3 separate regions of the Mus musculus genome follow, and all the other regions are linked to region 2. Evidence: chromatin contacts called from public promoter capture Hi-C data. All regions are on one chromosome and are shown on one strand. The core of a region is the stretch at or near the end of the contact, and the rest is flanking DNA. Distances in the headings are between cores, read along the strand shown. Region 1 has its middle 68 kb from the start of Gm30305. Region 2 holds the start of Cdrt4os1 (CMT1A duplicated region transcript 4, opposite strand 1). Region 3 has its middle 61 kb from the start of Gm40025.

Evidence for each region. Promoter capture Hi-C pulls out the DNA fragments that hold promoters and counts their contacts.
Region 1: a promoter capture Hi-C map of the C10 cell line shows a contact between it and region 2, with 4 times the contacts expected there. The contact joins the enhancer-like site here to the promoter of Cdrt4os1 in region 2. A contact is called at or near these places in 6 of 39 promoter capture datasets (the C10 cell line, cranial neural crest, hippocampal neurons and 2 more) and 1 of 9 other capture datasets (embryonic stem cells).
Region 3: a contact with region 2 is called in a promoter capture Hi-C map of pre-B cells, with 6 times the contacts expected there. The contact joins the enhancer-like site here to the promoter of Cdrt4os1 in region 2. A contact is called at or near these places in 6 of 39 promoter capture datasets (cranial neural crest, frontonasal cranial neural crest, hippocampal neurons and 3 more) and 1 of 9 other capture datasets (embryonic stem cells).

The regions. Positions count from the first base shown.
Region 1 is chr11:64,648,550-64,653,283 of GRCm38.p6, reverse strand. No RefSeq gene overlaps it. Among named protein-coding and RNA genes, the nearest start is that of Gm30305, 68 kb to the left of the region's middle. Within about 2 kb of position 2,528, at least 3 of the 459 cell types and tissues checked have an H3K27ac peak or open chromatin away from gene starts, as enhancers often do.
Region 2 is chr11:63,001,243-63,005,823 of GRCm38.p6, reverse strand. Cdrt4os1 (CMT1A duplicated region transcript 4, opposite strand 1) reads left to right here and starts at 1,690. Exons shown (of 3, transcript NR_126547.1): 1 at 1,690-1,895; 2 at 3,587-3,719.
Region 3 is chr11:64,779,263-64,783,705 of GRCm38.p6, reverse strand. No RefSeq gene overlaps it. Among named protein-coding and RNA genes, the nearest start is that of Gm40025, 61 kb to the left of the region's middle. Within about 2 kb of position 1,800, at least 4 of the 459 cell types and tissues checked have an H3K27ac peak or open chromatin away from gene starts, as enhancers often do.

The DNA of each region.
Region 1 (4,734 bases), core at 1,279-3,778, 1.6 Mb before region 2:
TTATGATAAAAATAGGTTTTCTCTAAAAATTGAAGAAATATGGATGAGTTGAGTCTCTGTCAGATTTTCTCAGGACTCTTTGATTCTGGATAACAATAGCAGCTTGCAAGATTCCTCATGTTTCCCTGGAGCTCCTGTGTGTCCTCAGCCTTGGCCATGAGGTTAGGGTGGGTCTCACAGAGGAAGCCATTGTGGGAACTGGGCTTGCTAGCTTAGTCTGTTTCCAAAAGGCATGGTCTTGGGATCAAACCAGAGCAAAATGAAAAAAAGAAGGGAAAATAGCCACAGGCTCACATCCCAACACAGAGAAAGCAACCCAAGAACTTTCCAGGGTGTTTCCCACTTGACATTTCCTCCCTTGACCTTTCTGCTTTGTGCTTTCTCTCACACACTGGCCCAGAGTTAAATTGAGCATTATCTTTAGAAAGAGGAGAAAGCCCAGAACTCAAACCATAGACCTCTGATCTCAAGAAGACAGACTGTAAGCAAGGCGACATCTGGCTCATTCCACGCAGAGTTCATACCTTAGAACTGTTCCCACCCAAATCAGCAGGCTGTTCCCAGAGTCAACTTAATGAAACTTTGGTACAATGGGGGTCTTCTGCATGTTCAAAGCTGTGATGTGTGGGAGCAATAAGAACCACAATCACAGCATTCCATAGTTTTCTACAATTGATTTCCCCCCCTGACCTCCATCTAAACTCTAAAAATAGTGGAGACATTGATTTTCCCTTTAACACTGATAACCATCTTGATACTTGCAATGACGGGGGCAGGGCTGGGATTTAGCCTGGAAGGTTGTATCTTATGGCTTTGAACTTTACTCTTCGGATTCAATTTCAGCTCTGAAAGTACTTCAGTCGCTTCCTGACCCTGGCTTTAGTCCTTTCAATTGATTGCTTGCCTCCTCTGCAGGATTGCTGCTCTGTGGAAACCTCTGCTGACCCTCCAGGAACACTGGCTGCTGCTCCTCCCTCCTCCCTTCCCACCTCTTCGCTCTCCTGGCAAGCTGTGCCTGAGCCCCTAGTCTTTCACTGAGGCTCTGCACAGATCTCTGAACTTTCTGGAGCCAGAAGAATATTGCTGTTTTGCTGAAGCAGCACCAACTCCTCTTGTCCCCTGGCCTTGGTGCCCTGGATCTAGTGTCAGGGTTACCGAGTATGTGCAGAGCCGCTCTGCCTGCATTACACTGTTGGCTGTGTATAATAAGCAGTGAAAACTACCTCTGTCCATCTCGTCTGTCAATTCTGGTAGGTGATAACAGTGTTACGTGTCTCATCATCTCGCAGAGTGATACAAGGCATGTGATCAGTTGTGCCCTTGGAGTGTGGATCCCGATATAGTGAGGGTGCAGGAACTTCTCTTTAGCTTACAGCACTGTATCCACCATGGACAAGGCCTTGTTTGTAGTCCTGATTCACCAGTCTTCCAAGCACTGACTTTGGACATGCTGGACCATCTGTCTAAAATGAACTCTTTCTCAGCCCAGGACCTTTGTCTAGCTGTCCATGACAAGAGAAATTTTCTCCAACTCTTTCCTTCTATATTAACTTCTCTCTTTCTTTCACTTCTATTTCAATCATTAGATCCGCCAGCTCAGCGTTTGATCTCTCGTGTGTGAAGCCCGTGCTTTCTTCACTGTGACCCACGCACAGGGTTCATTTCTCCTCTATTTATTTGGTTTATTTACCTTTAATAGCCAGACTCTTTTATTAGCCTAGGATGGTTGTTTTCCTTTCCTTTCAGATCTTCAAAATCTAGTTTTGAATGAGTATATGAATGAATGAATGAATGAATGAATGATGATAATAGTAATAATAGAAACAAGAAAATTACCTTGCTAGCACACACCCAATGACCTTTCATAAAGTCCTCATGTGCACTGGGTACTGAGCAGCTGGTCTCCTGTTCCCCTTATGGAGAGAGACAAGATGGTACAAAGCCCTTTGAGCTCCTTAGACTGGAACAGCCATGCATAAACACAACAGATAATCCTGTTTCTTTCCATGAATTCAAAATAATGTTTGAAAAGGAACAGGCCCTCTCAAAGAATTATGCCCATGCAATCTTAGCTCTAAGTAGCAAAAAATCCCCAAATAGTTTCATGATCTCTAATGTAATGCAGATGTAGAGGGTAAGAATTTGATGGTCAATTAATTTAGAAAATATCCAGGGCCTCGCAGAGGTTCAACTTATTGACTTTGAAATTTGACTCGTGATTACAGCGCACTCCCCCTGTCCTGTCTTCGCCATGCCTAAAGTATAAAAAGAAAGCTTGTAATATTGCTTATGGAATGTTCTAGATGGGTTGTTAAGCTGTTCTTTATAAATAAAAAAACAAGTCCTGGACACAGTCTTCCTGACTCTTTCCAGTTGGGATCATTCCTGAGTGTGGAAGCAGAGTGATATTAAGTTGACATGCTTCTGCCAGCTGATTTTGTGGCCAGGTGAACAGACAAAGCCGGCGTCTCCACACTTCATTAATCTTTGACAGAAAGCTCTGGCCACTGGACTGGAGACCCACATTGCCAGAGCTCGAGTGTCGGCTCTTCTTGGCTTCTGTCTAGATATAAAGCAAATGTCTCAGGAAGCCCTGAACAGTACAGCGTGTGCTTTCCTCCCATGTGACTGGCTTTGAATGCAAGATCTAATAATATTCAACACAGAGGAAGCCAAATGCTACTGGGGCTGCAGGCAACGTGGTACCAAGAGCCACAAATACTGCTACTCCTCCCTCAAGCCATTTAATGCCTATTGGGCCTGATGGACACTGTTGCACAAAGCACTGTCCCTCTTTGCAGCCAAAGTTCTTCATGTATCCTTCTAACTTAGGACTTCTCAAACTTTGCATTTAAATATCTTTTTATCCAGGGAACTATCTTACTTAGGGTTTTACTGCTGTGAAAAGACACCATGACCAAGGCAAGTCTTGTAAGGACAACATTTAATTGGGGTTGGCTTACAGGTTGTGAGGTTCAGTCCATTATCATCAAGGTGGGAACATGACAGCATCTAGGCAGGCACGGTGCAGGAGGAGCTGAGGGTTCTACACCTTCATCTGAAGGCTTCTAGCAGAATACTGGCTTTCAGGTATCTAGGACTAGGTGAAAAAGCCCACACCCACAGTGACACACCTACTCCAACAAGGCCATACCTCCTAATAGTGCCACCCCCTCTGCCAAGCATATTCAAACCATGATAAGAACAAAACATGTAAGTGTATTTTTTGGTGACATCTTTGTTGAGCTATAATTCTCATACATACACTCCAGTCATCAAAGCATACCACTCAGTAGATTTTAACATATCCAGAATGACGTAAGCACCAACACTACCTCCTCCCATGAGTTGAGGGTCTGGAAACCTGACTTTGGTGGTGAGGGAATGAAGAAAGGACAAACACACAGAAAGTCCTACAAAAAGTCTGGGATCAGGTAGAGTGTATGAACTCTAGTGGAGTTCACAACTCCAACTACCAAATAGTGCAAAACCCCAGACCCTCAGCACATTTACTATGTACAGCACAGATGGGTGGGATTAGCTAGCCTTGGTAGGAGGACTCTGTAGGAACAGTCTTAGGCTGTGAATATCTAGGAGGAGGAACCTGCAGTTGCTAGTGTTTGCACACACTGGTCAGTCATTTGTCAATACTGATAACTAGAACTTGGGAAAGCTTTGCCACTGTCCCATGAGTCTGAGACATTAGTCCTTGACATGGCAATAACCATGTCAACAATACACACTCATTCACAACTTCAGTTGGTCTTTACACATACATTGAAAGCATCCTCAGTTTCCATACAGCACAATCAATTTTTGAACATTTTCCCCCACCACCCAAGAGACCCCCACACCCTTTAACTACCATGTTATTCAAACCCAAATTATTCCTCCCAGTTAATTGCTAGGCAGTTTACTGCTATACTTTCTGCCTCAATAGATTTTCCAAGTCTCAATTTTTTTTCATCTAAACAGAGCCAAGTAATATGTGGCTTCCTGTGCATAGCTACAATATTACTTTATGTATTATTTATTTTGTGTGTGTGCTAAAGTTCTATCAAAACGTCATCCCAAGGAGTTATTGTATTCCTATCATCATTTTGTCACTGCAGAAATTGCATGGAAAAATGCAAAACATAGATTTTGATCACAAGTTATTTTTAATCCAAATGATAAGTGAACATCAATACAAAACACTAAAAATATATCCAAATCCTATGACCCAAAATACGCAAATCTGTGGTACACAGAGGAGGATAGTACAATGATGTTCTACTTTCTCAGAGTGAGTGCTGGATCAGCATTGGCTCTTGGAGATGGACTTGTAGCTTGGTGCGAAGGGCTGCACTTCCTGGTTTCTGGATCCACTCATGGAAACCTTTCCTCTGGCCTTTTCCTTCTAACTCCCTCTGTGAGTGTTCGGCATGTTTCCTCAGCCATTTCTACTCTTATTTTCATCCCTTTAAATTCACCTTTGTAGGAACTATTTATCAAGATTTCGGGAACGTAACATATACTTTATTGTGTGGTTTCTCTTCCTAAACCAAGAGTGAGGGTAGTGACAATCAGATTGGTGAATGTTTGCCCCAAATGGACCCATCTTCAATTCCTCTTCACACCTTATTTCCTCTTATTCCATGACCTGTGCATTGTCCAAATGCTGTCTTCAGTTTGCTTATAGATTGTATAGAAATATAACTTTGTATAACGGAGCCAGTAGGCCTTTCCAACACG
Region 2 (4,581 bases), core at 441-2,940:
TTGTTTTTGATTTGGTCCACACAAATGCTAACTTGACTTTCATTCCATACAACACAGACCTTGGTTTTAGGCTATGTTAAGAAAACTTTGTTGTGAAAGTTGTGGCAATGGCACTGGTGTGGCATTCCATGCAGGCATTTGTGTGGGGCAAGGATGGACTACATAGGGTATTTGTACATCACACCACGTCTTCTTACCCAAAATAGCAAAGCTTCCTGGTACCTTTCCAGAGTCCCCACAGGGAAGTCCACACAGAACTGAAACCTGAAACCAAGGAGACACCTGTTCTCTCAAACTTAGTCCAGTCTGCCCAGTGGCTGTCCCACACCAGCATCCCTTGGAGATGCCATGAACTTTTTATAGCTCCCTTTGAGAATTTAGTCAGAAGTGTTATGGCAGGACACAGGCACCCACTTCCAGGGATACCAAACCCCACTGGCTTGCTAGGCAGCACCTTAGCATTCTTCGGCCCTCTTGTCCATCATTGCAATTCCTGCCTCCCTGCCAAGGTTGTTGCAGGCACAGCCCACTCTTCTCTCCTTGGATTTTATGATCCATATGGTGACAGCAAGCTACAGAAAAAGATGTCTCCTCTATCAAAGAGTTTTGGAAGGGTCTCCTCTTTAAGTACATTGATTTTAATAGAGAGGCCAATTTTAATTTATTTTTATAAAAGTGAGGAGGGCACAAAACACCCACACATGCACACATGCACACAAACACCTGAACTGCAGTGATGGCCAGTTTCTGAAGTGCGACTACTCCACTAGTGAGTGGGTAATTTTAAACTACTAACATAATGTCCCTGATTGATGTGTGCAATTGCCAACACTCTTGAGATTTTACAGTGAGCTAAAGACCTTTTTTAGACTCACTGAATCCCTACACATGGCTGTGATAAAAATGGGGATAATATAAACAGCCGCCTCACGGAGTCTGTGATGTAATACACATGGTCCACAGCCGTGTCTGCTACTCAGTAAACGCAGCCATAATTCTCATTGCCTCTGGCCTGTGATGCAGATATCAGGTGACAGGAGCCATGCCCTGGTGGGCGTGTGTGGGTGGAGCCAAGATCCTCCAGCTGCTCCACCGAGGAAGGCAAACACCAACAACCCCTGAAGATATTCCACAGGCCAAGAGGCTTGCTCCTGGTGCAGGTCCTGCAGATGCTTGGGAGCTGTGATTGACACTTGAACTCCCAGGGAGGATGCTGAGGTGGCACTGGGATGAGGGCAGGTGACTTTCTTCTCCTCTGAACAGGACTCATAGCTCATTCACCCAAATGGAAGAGCTCCCAGGCTCACAGCCACCCTTCCTTGAATGTCAGCATGGTCTCTAAAAATAGGAGGCAAGGGTCCAGGATCTGTGCATTGCCACTGGTTGTTTGGAGCTGACTGGGCACATCTTGGACAAGAAACAAAGTTTAAGCACCTGTAGTGCCTGTGGTATCAGAATTCAAACACAGAGATGTTTGGAGGAGGGGAACAGGTATCCAATACATGACTCAAATGACTCCCAGGAAAGGGTCCCCGAGAGTCAGGCTCTCTTGTAGTTGCTTCTCCAAGGAGCCAAGTTTTACTTCCCGGATCTCTCAAAGCAGCTCAGAAGGCCCTGGTCAGAGACACACAATGGGAGCCTGTTTCCGTGGACACTTCAAGATTCTATTAGAAAGAAGCAGAGAAGGACAAATGTGTAAAGATCTGCTTTTGTTTCCTACACTCACCCACTCCAAACATTAACCTCATACCAACCTCCCACTGTACACAAGGGCCACAGGAAGCCTGGACAATGCAGAAGAGCTAAAGGAAGTGGATAGGCTCTAGCTTGGGCCACAGGGTGGCCCCACAGCCTATCCAGTGTACCCTGAGCAGCCAATCACCAAGAAAATGAAGGTGAACGTTCTTTCTTCTGATTTGCGTTTTCTGCCTTTCTTCTTCCTTCCTTCCTATTTTAAAGATAGTATTTTGAAACTACTAAGCTGGAAAGCTCAAATTTTGGCCCTTCCTATCATACCTACGCAGCGATGTGGCCTGGGACAACTGAGGGCTGGAAGAAGGTTGTTACTTTCTGTGTTTCTTTTCTCCTCAGTGTAACAAATTACCCAACAGAAGCAATTAGAGAGGAAAGCTTTATTCAGGTGCACAGCTCTAGTAGATAGGGTCCACGGTGACAAGGAAAGCCAAGTGACTGGCATGACTTTGGCCACTGTGGTGGGGGTTTGCAGCCATGATTTGTTCCCATTTTGTCAGGCAAATCAGGGATCAGAATCAGAAGTAGATATCACCTTCAAGCCAAGGTCAAAAAAGACGATTATGTTAATGAGCAAAACAATAAGGGGAGAATAAAAATGAAAAAACAAAAGGGTCAGGCAAAGCATTTGCTTAGTATACACAGGTGCCACGGACTGGGCTCAGTCGGCCCCCCTCAATCTGTGGGAAATCTTCTGCTGTGGGCCAGCCCCAATCCACCTCCCTCCACCTGCGGAAGAAATTTCGGGGTTCTGGTTACAGGTGGGCAAGGAGTTGGCGAGAAGGGGGGTAACAAACAGACAGGACACCAGGGAGTGCTGTATCTGGATGTAATTTTGTCAAAGTTAGCATCAGTTTTATATAATACAGAAAACAAAGGAGTAGGGTATCACAACAGGCAAGGTACATTGAAGTATCTGACACAAAACAGAGGAATGACTTCAAAGGACTGGCAGGAACCAGGCAATGTTTACAGTAAAGATAAAACAGCCCTGGGTAGAGTCAGCTAATGTCAGGTAAGGATTTCACACCCTAGTCACAATTTATGCTACTTCTTTGAGCCTTGTGAAAGCTAGCACCAGGGGCATTCTGCTGGAGCAGACCTTATCCTGAATAATGCAATACCACAGCCCCCCTTTTTCCTAGGCTTTGGTAAATTCTTGCATATGAGAGTAACTTGGCTGTTCTTAAGTATCTGTAGGGAATCTCCATTTGTCAGAAGAATTCACCAACTTTCTTCTAATATGTGATGTAGTTTGCAATGCCTGACTGTAGTGAAGATTCTAAGTATACTTTGCTAAGCTTGCCCTGAGATTTCTAATTCTTATCCAGTAAAATACTGTAAGAAAGCATGGAAGACCCTCCACAATATCACAGGGACAAATCTGGGGCATTCTAGCTATGGGAATGCCAAGGTTCCAGGAGGCTAAGTTTCCATGAAACTCTCTGCCTCATGACTGCTTCCAGGCCTTTAGGCCTGCCAAGCAAGTCACTACTGGAGTGGATGTAGCACACAGGGTCCTTCTGCTGCACAAGAGGAAGGAAGGAGGCCAGGCAGGCTCTAGGGCACTCTACTGCACTGTTCACGATGGCTAGGGAACTGATATCCAAATATCATCAAGAGGCCTAATAGTTAAACACTAACACCATTATACCCTTAACAGACATTTGGAAGAATAAGATGACGTTCCACAAGCAACAAGTTCTGAGATCTCAGAGAGTTTGGAAAAGCAAGAGCAGGACCCTGTATTATAGAATATGTTAGTATGTGGATGGGTGAGGGTCATGTGTGTGTTCATCGGTCTACACTTTACTAAGCAACCACTGTGTGGCAGGCACTGTTCCACGCAGTACGGACACAACAGTGAACAAAATAGACAAACGCTCTGCTCTGGTAAAGCTTCATTCAGTGAAGGAGAACAACGGTCAACAGAAGGTGGAATCTCTGCTGTGCCGTGCGGTACAGAGGTATGTGTGTGCGCGCGCAGGGGGGGAGGGGTATGGAGTAAGAAGGTAGGCACCTTAGAAAAGACACTCAGGAAATAGCAGCACACATGAGCAGAGACATAGAGAGTAGGCAAGAGAACCAGGCAGCTGGAGAGAGAGATTCCAGTGAGGAGGAGGGCAGGTAGGGAAGCGTGAGGAGGGAGCTTGTTGGTGTGGGTGAGGCTCAGCAAGGTCACGGGGGCTCGGGCAGAGCTACTGGAAGGGAGCTGAGAGAGGTAAAAGAGAGGTGGAGAGGCCGGCTGGTTGTTGGTTGGTCTTTCACCTCAAAGGACATGTGAAGTAATCTTAGAGTTCTGCAAGTAGACTAAGAGCACATCCCAAAATGTGTACACTGACCCATTAATGAAAGTAGCTTTTAGGAAGCTGAATATGGCTCAGGGGAGGCAGGTTGGGGATTCTGTATTCTATTTACTGGGCATGTGTGTGTGTGTATGTGTGTGTGTGTGTTCACATGGGTGCATGTGCACACATGTGTCAGTGTCTATAGAGGCCAGAGGCAGGCATCTCTCATATTCTTGAGATTCAAATTCTTTGAATTTTTCATACTTTTCTATTTTGATCATGTCCGTCTAGCATCATCTCTCCCTCCAACACCCACTAGTATCCCCGACCCCATCAACCTTCCAACTATATCCCTTCTTTTTTGTTACCAATAATCAGAGTGCTACCCATATACACGATGTGATGTGGAGCCATCCAATGGGAAAGGGTCTACCTAAGACTCTACTTTGGTTTTTGTGACCTCTCTCATTGGACCTGGAGCCCATCCCTGGGCTAGGCTGGCTAGCCAATGAGCTCGGAAGATCCACTTGTCCTCGCATCC
Region 3 (4,443 bases), core at 551-3,050, 1.8 Mb before region 2:
ATTAAAGGAAGTCGGGGCAGGAACTCAAAAAGGGCAGTAACCTGGAGGCAAGAGGTGATAAAGAGGCTATGGAGGGGTACTGCTTACTGGCTTGCTTACCATGGCTTGCTTAGTCTTGCTCTCTTACAGAACCCAGAACCACCAGCCCAGGAATGGCACGATCCACAAAGGGCTGTGCACACACCCATGGATCCTTAGTTAAGAAAATGCCTCACAGCCAGATCTTATGGAGGCATTTTCTCAGTTGAGGTTCCCTCCTTTTAGCTAACTCTATCGTGTATCAAATTGATATAAAACTAGCCAGGACAACTGAACACCTTTCAACTTGATACACAAGTACATAATTGTTAAATCATAGCCTTTCCTCTCTTGTTCATCCACAAGATTGCTCATTAACATCACCACTATAAGACAAAAGATTTTATAAGCTTTAAAAGACCACAGTCTTTACAAATCCAAACACTTTAAAACTCAGTCTCATAACAAGATTGAAAGTCTGGAATTGTGCCCTGTCACTAGTGGGGCTCTGGGTAATAAACCCAACAAAGAGTTGGTGTTTGACCACTTCAAAGAGAAGGATCTTAGGCAATGTCTAGCAGAGCAAGCTGGACACTAAGAGCAGAGATGACACATGATTGTGTAGATAGAGCCTTTTATGGAAGTTTAGACTTAAATAAAATATTCTACCTGTTGTTCTCTCTTACTGCTACAAATATGTAATCAGTTTGATGCATGTATGTTGGTAGCAGGCTGATGATGACTATCTTGGGAGAGCTGTCAAAGCCAGCAAAGTGAAAGCAGATCCCACAGAATCCCTGTTACTCAAGGGCAAGAGCAGAACCTGACCTGAGCTAGAAGGAAATGCGTACTTGTCCAAACACAAGAGTGGCTTGTTTCTGGGCATGTAAAGATGGGTCTCTATGGCTCACATTCTAGTGACTGCTCAGACAAGAGCTGTGGAAAACACCTATGCAGTTTGCATCAGCCAATGACGTTATTTCCCAGATCACAAATATTAATTTATGCAATGTGGTGGTTAGTCTATATACCTTATCTATTGAAGTTTTTGAAGGAAAGGAAAAAATCATTAAAGAGTTTCTCAGCTGGTTTCTAACTATAGAAGGCAGTAGGTGATGGAGACTGTAAAGATGATTTTTTAAAAAAAAGCATGGGGTGTCATGAGAGGCAGAAGAAAACTCCTTGAAAAATTTATGGGGTTAATCCTTATCCCAAAGCTGTATTCGAGATGTTACAGATCAGCAAGGACAACCACAGCCAGGCACCAGTGACAGGTGAGGGATCCAGGAAGGTTGAATCTTGTAGGAGTAACTTCTGTTGCACAGCAGTGGCCCTTGCATGGCTGACACTGTGCCCATGAATGTAAAGACAAGAGGCATCAGGCCATCAGGGTAGTACAGAGAACAGTGAGGAAATAGACTTGACTGATACCATATTGGAACCTCATGAGACAATAAGTTTAGAAACCTGTTAAATAGAAACCAGAACAGGAAGCTGCAGTGGAGACCATGGTTCAGGGAGACATCCTCAGGGGGCTGACACCATTGACACAGTACAAATAAATAAACCACACACTCTCAGAATGTAACCTTATCCTCTGTCTGAGTATCTGTGTTGCAAGAGGCAGTAGTGACCTCAGCGTGTGTTCTGTAACTTCAACTGTTCTGTGACTTAAGGCAATGTCAGGAAGAACCCTTCTGATTCCAGACTTCATCTGAGGGTTCTAACTTGCCGGAGTCTTTGGGGTACTTGGTGGCTTAAGACTGGGGCTGACAGATTGTGAGCTTGGAGGAATCTGCAGCCTCACCCTCCACACATCTTCCTTGTTCCCCAAAGGATTGATCACAGGACATAGACAGTGTGTGTTCCTTGTCACGTGGAGAGCTGGGGTGAGATGTGTGATTACATTGACTGTTCAGAGAGGGAGGAGAGAGAGGGTCCAGTTATTCTTACTGTAGGGAGGTCTATAGAAGTTTATGTCTTGATGTATGGTTCACCCTTTCCCAACCATTTGGGGAGAGATAGTGGGGGAGAGAGAGAGAGAGAGAGAGAGAGAGAGAGAGAGAGAGAGAGAGAGAGAGAAGCAGGGGTGATCACCAAAAGGCAGGCATCATTCTGAGTATTATTATCGCATTCCTTCCAAGCCACTAAGAGCATCACCTTGTTCCTATCAAGGCTGGTTGAGCAGGCATGGTAGGCATGACAAAGCTTTCCAAGTATCAATTTGAGTAAATAATTGTTCACTTAGTGACTATAAAATTACATCCAGTTTTCCTGTGTTTAAGAAAAAGATATGGCCCTTAAGTAACCCAAAACTCAGCAGCCAAATAAAGGCAGAGCTAGAAACACAAAACGTGGCGTCTACTGGGGATGATTAAATTGTAAAATACCAGGAGTACCAGACCACCCCTCCCCAAACCCAGCAAAAAGAGAACAGTAAAGGAATAAGAAATGAAGTTAATTTCTTTAAGAGCAAATTAACGTTCCATCAACTGTCTTTGTTGTAAGGCTGCTAGAGAGAAGACCCATTTGCCAGATCCTTAACTGTTCAACTTCAGAGTCCACAAATATTTATTGGTGTCTGTGTTTTCCCAGGCACAGGGAACATAACATAATTTGTGAAATAAAGTGTTCTTTCAGACATTCACTAAATGTCACATAGCTGCTAAGCCATCCAGCCAGAGCTCAAAGTAAGGACTGTCCCTAGTATGCTAATGAGTCCCTTGACAAGACAGGGGAATGAATGAGTGCTAATGAAAATTATTCTCAGGGAATTAATTAAAATATCTCTCACTAATTGAGGAGTCTCACACACCTAGACCAAGAGAAAAATCCCAACAAGCTGATTTGTGCTGTCTGTCCTCCAATTCCTTTGCTCAGATATGAGGCCACCTCTCTCTGGGATTCACAGAGAATGAACTCTTTTTAAAGTCCACTGGGCTAACCATTTCCCATCTAGCCTGAGGGGTGACATTAACTCTTGAGCCCCTGAAACATTAGAAGGTCCTAGTTGTCTGAGATGAGCGAAACTATAAATAAACAGTAAATACGGCTGGCTTTTTTTTTTTTTTTTTTTTTTTTTGCCAACAAGCCATCATCTCTGGCATTCGGCAGCTCTGATACTAAAAGCAGAATGGGCGAGGCTCTGAAGGTCCGAGATTTGAGCTGGGTGTGGCCTTCACATTTGAAATCTCAGAGCATGGGTTGCTAAGTCAGCATGGTGTACTGAAGGGTATCCTAGGCTACATGGAGAATTTGAGAATATTTGAGAGATCTATCTCAAAGTAAAATCGTGCAGAACAGCAAAATTCTCCTCTAAGCACAAACTCTTGAGAAAGAAAGCTAAAAGCACGGCCTGCTGGGAGGACTGGCCATTATTCGCAATGCAACAGTCAGAGTAATCCTGGGTCAAGTCTCCCAGAACTCGGGGGCCTGAGTCTCAGACCAAGTTACAAATGTCAGGTTTGTTTGTTTTTTATTTGAAATCTTCAACCCTAAGATAGTTTGTAATGACTTCTGTGCCTTTCATCATAGATTACAAATGCCTTTTTAACATAGGAGCTAAATTTTGCTTCACATGGGTGCTTTTCAAGAGGAGAACTTGTTTTCAAATGATTTTTAAACTTTTATCGTCTCTTTCAATTTATACTTAAACATGTATACATTTTTACCTATGTAGGCATTATACATATTCATGGCTCAGAGTAAATAGTACTTTAATACAAAATACTGTCTATGAAATGAATGGATATCCATTTACAGGTACACAGATGCTTGCTTTTTATTTATCATGTTTTAACCATATATGGATTTTTTATGAAAAATTTGTAACACTATTTTGATATGGAGCTGGTGAGATGGCTCCAGCACATGGCAGCTCACAACTCCTGTAGCAATAGTTCAAAGGTATCCAGCATCTACATCTGGCCACAGAAGGCTCCTGCATACACATGTCGTATATATATACATATACATATATATATATCACATTCACACATTTACACATTAATAAGAAATAAATACATCTCAAAAAACTGCCAGTGAAAAACATTTGTAGTACCATAAGGTCTTGGTTTCTTTCTTTTCTCACAGATGATAATCTGGTCTATGATACATTTTATTTCAACAAGTAGTCTCAATAAATTCTTATCTTAGTATCACTATATTTAAAATTCCAATTTAGCATGAATTATAATTTTCTCCAGTGCGACTTCAAGGGGAAAATTATGTAACAGGATATTTAAAATTAAGTGTGTAAATTAAACCAATCTTTAAAGCACCCTGTCTTCATTTATTTTTGTCACTGTGACAAAATAGCCAGAGCAATTTGCAAGAGGAGGGGTTTATTTGGGCTACAATTCAAGGTTACAGTTTGTCATAGCAAGGGAGTACAAAAGGCAGGAGCTTGAAGAAATTGTCGCCTTA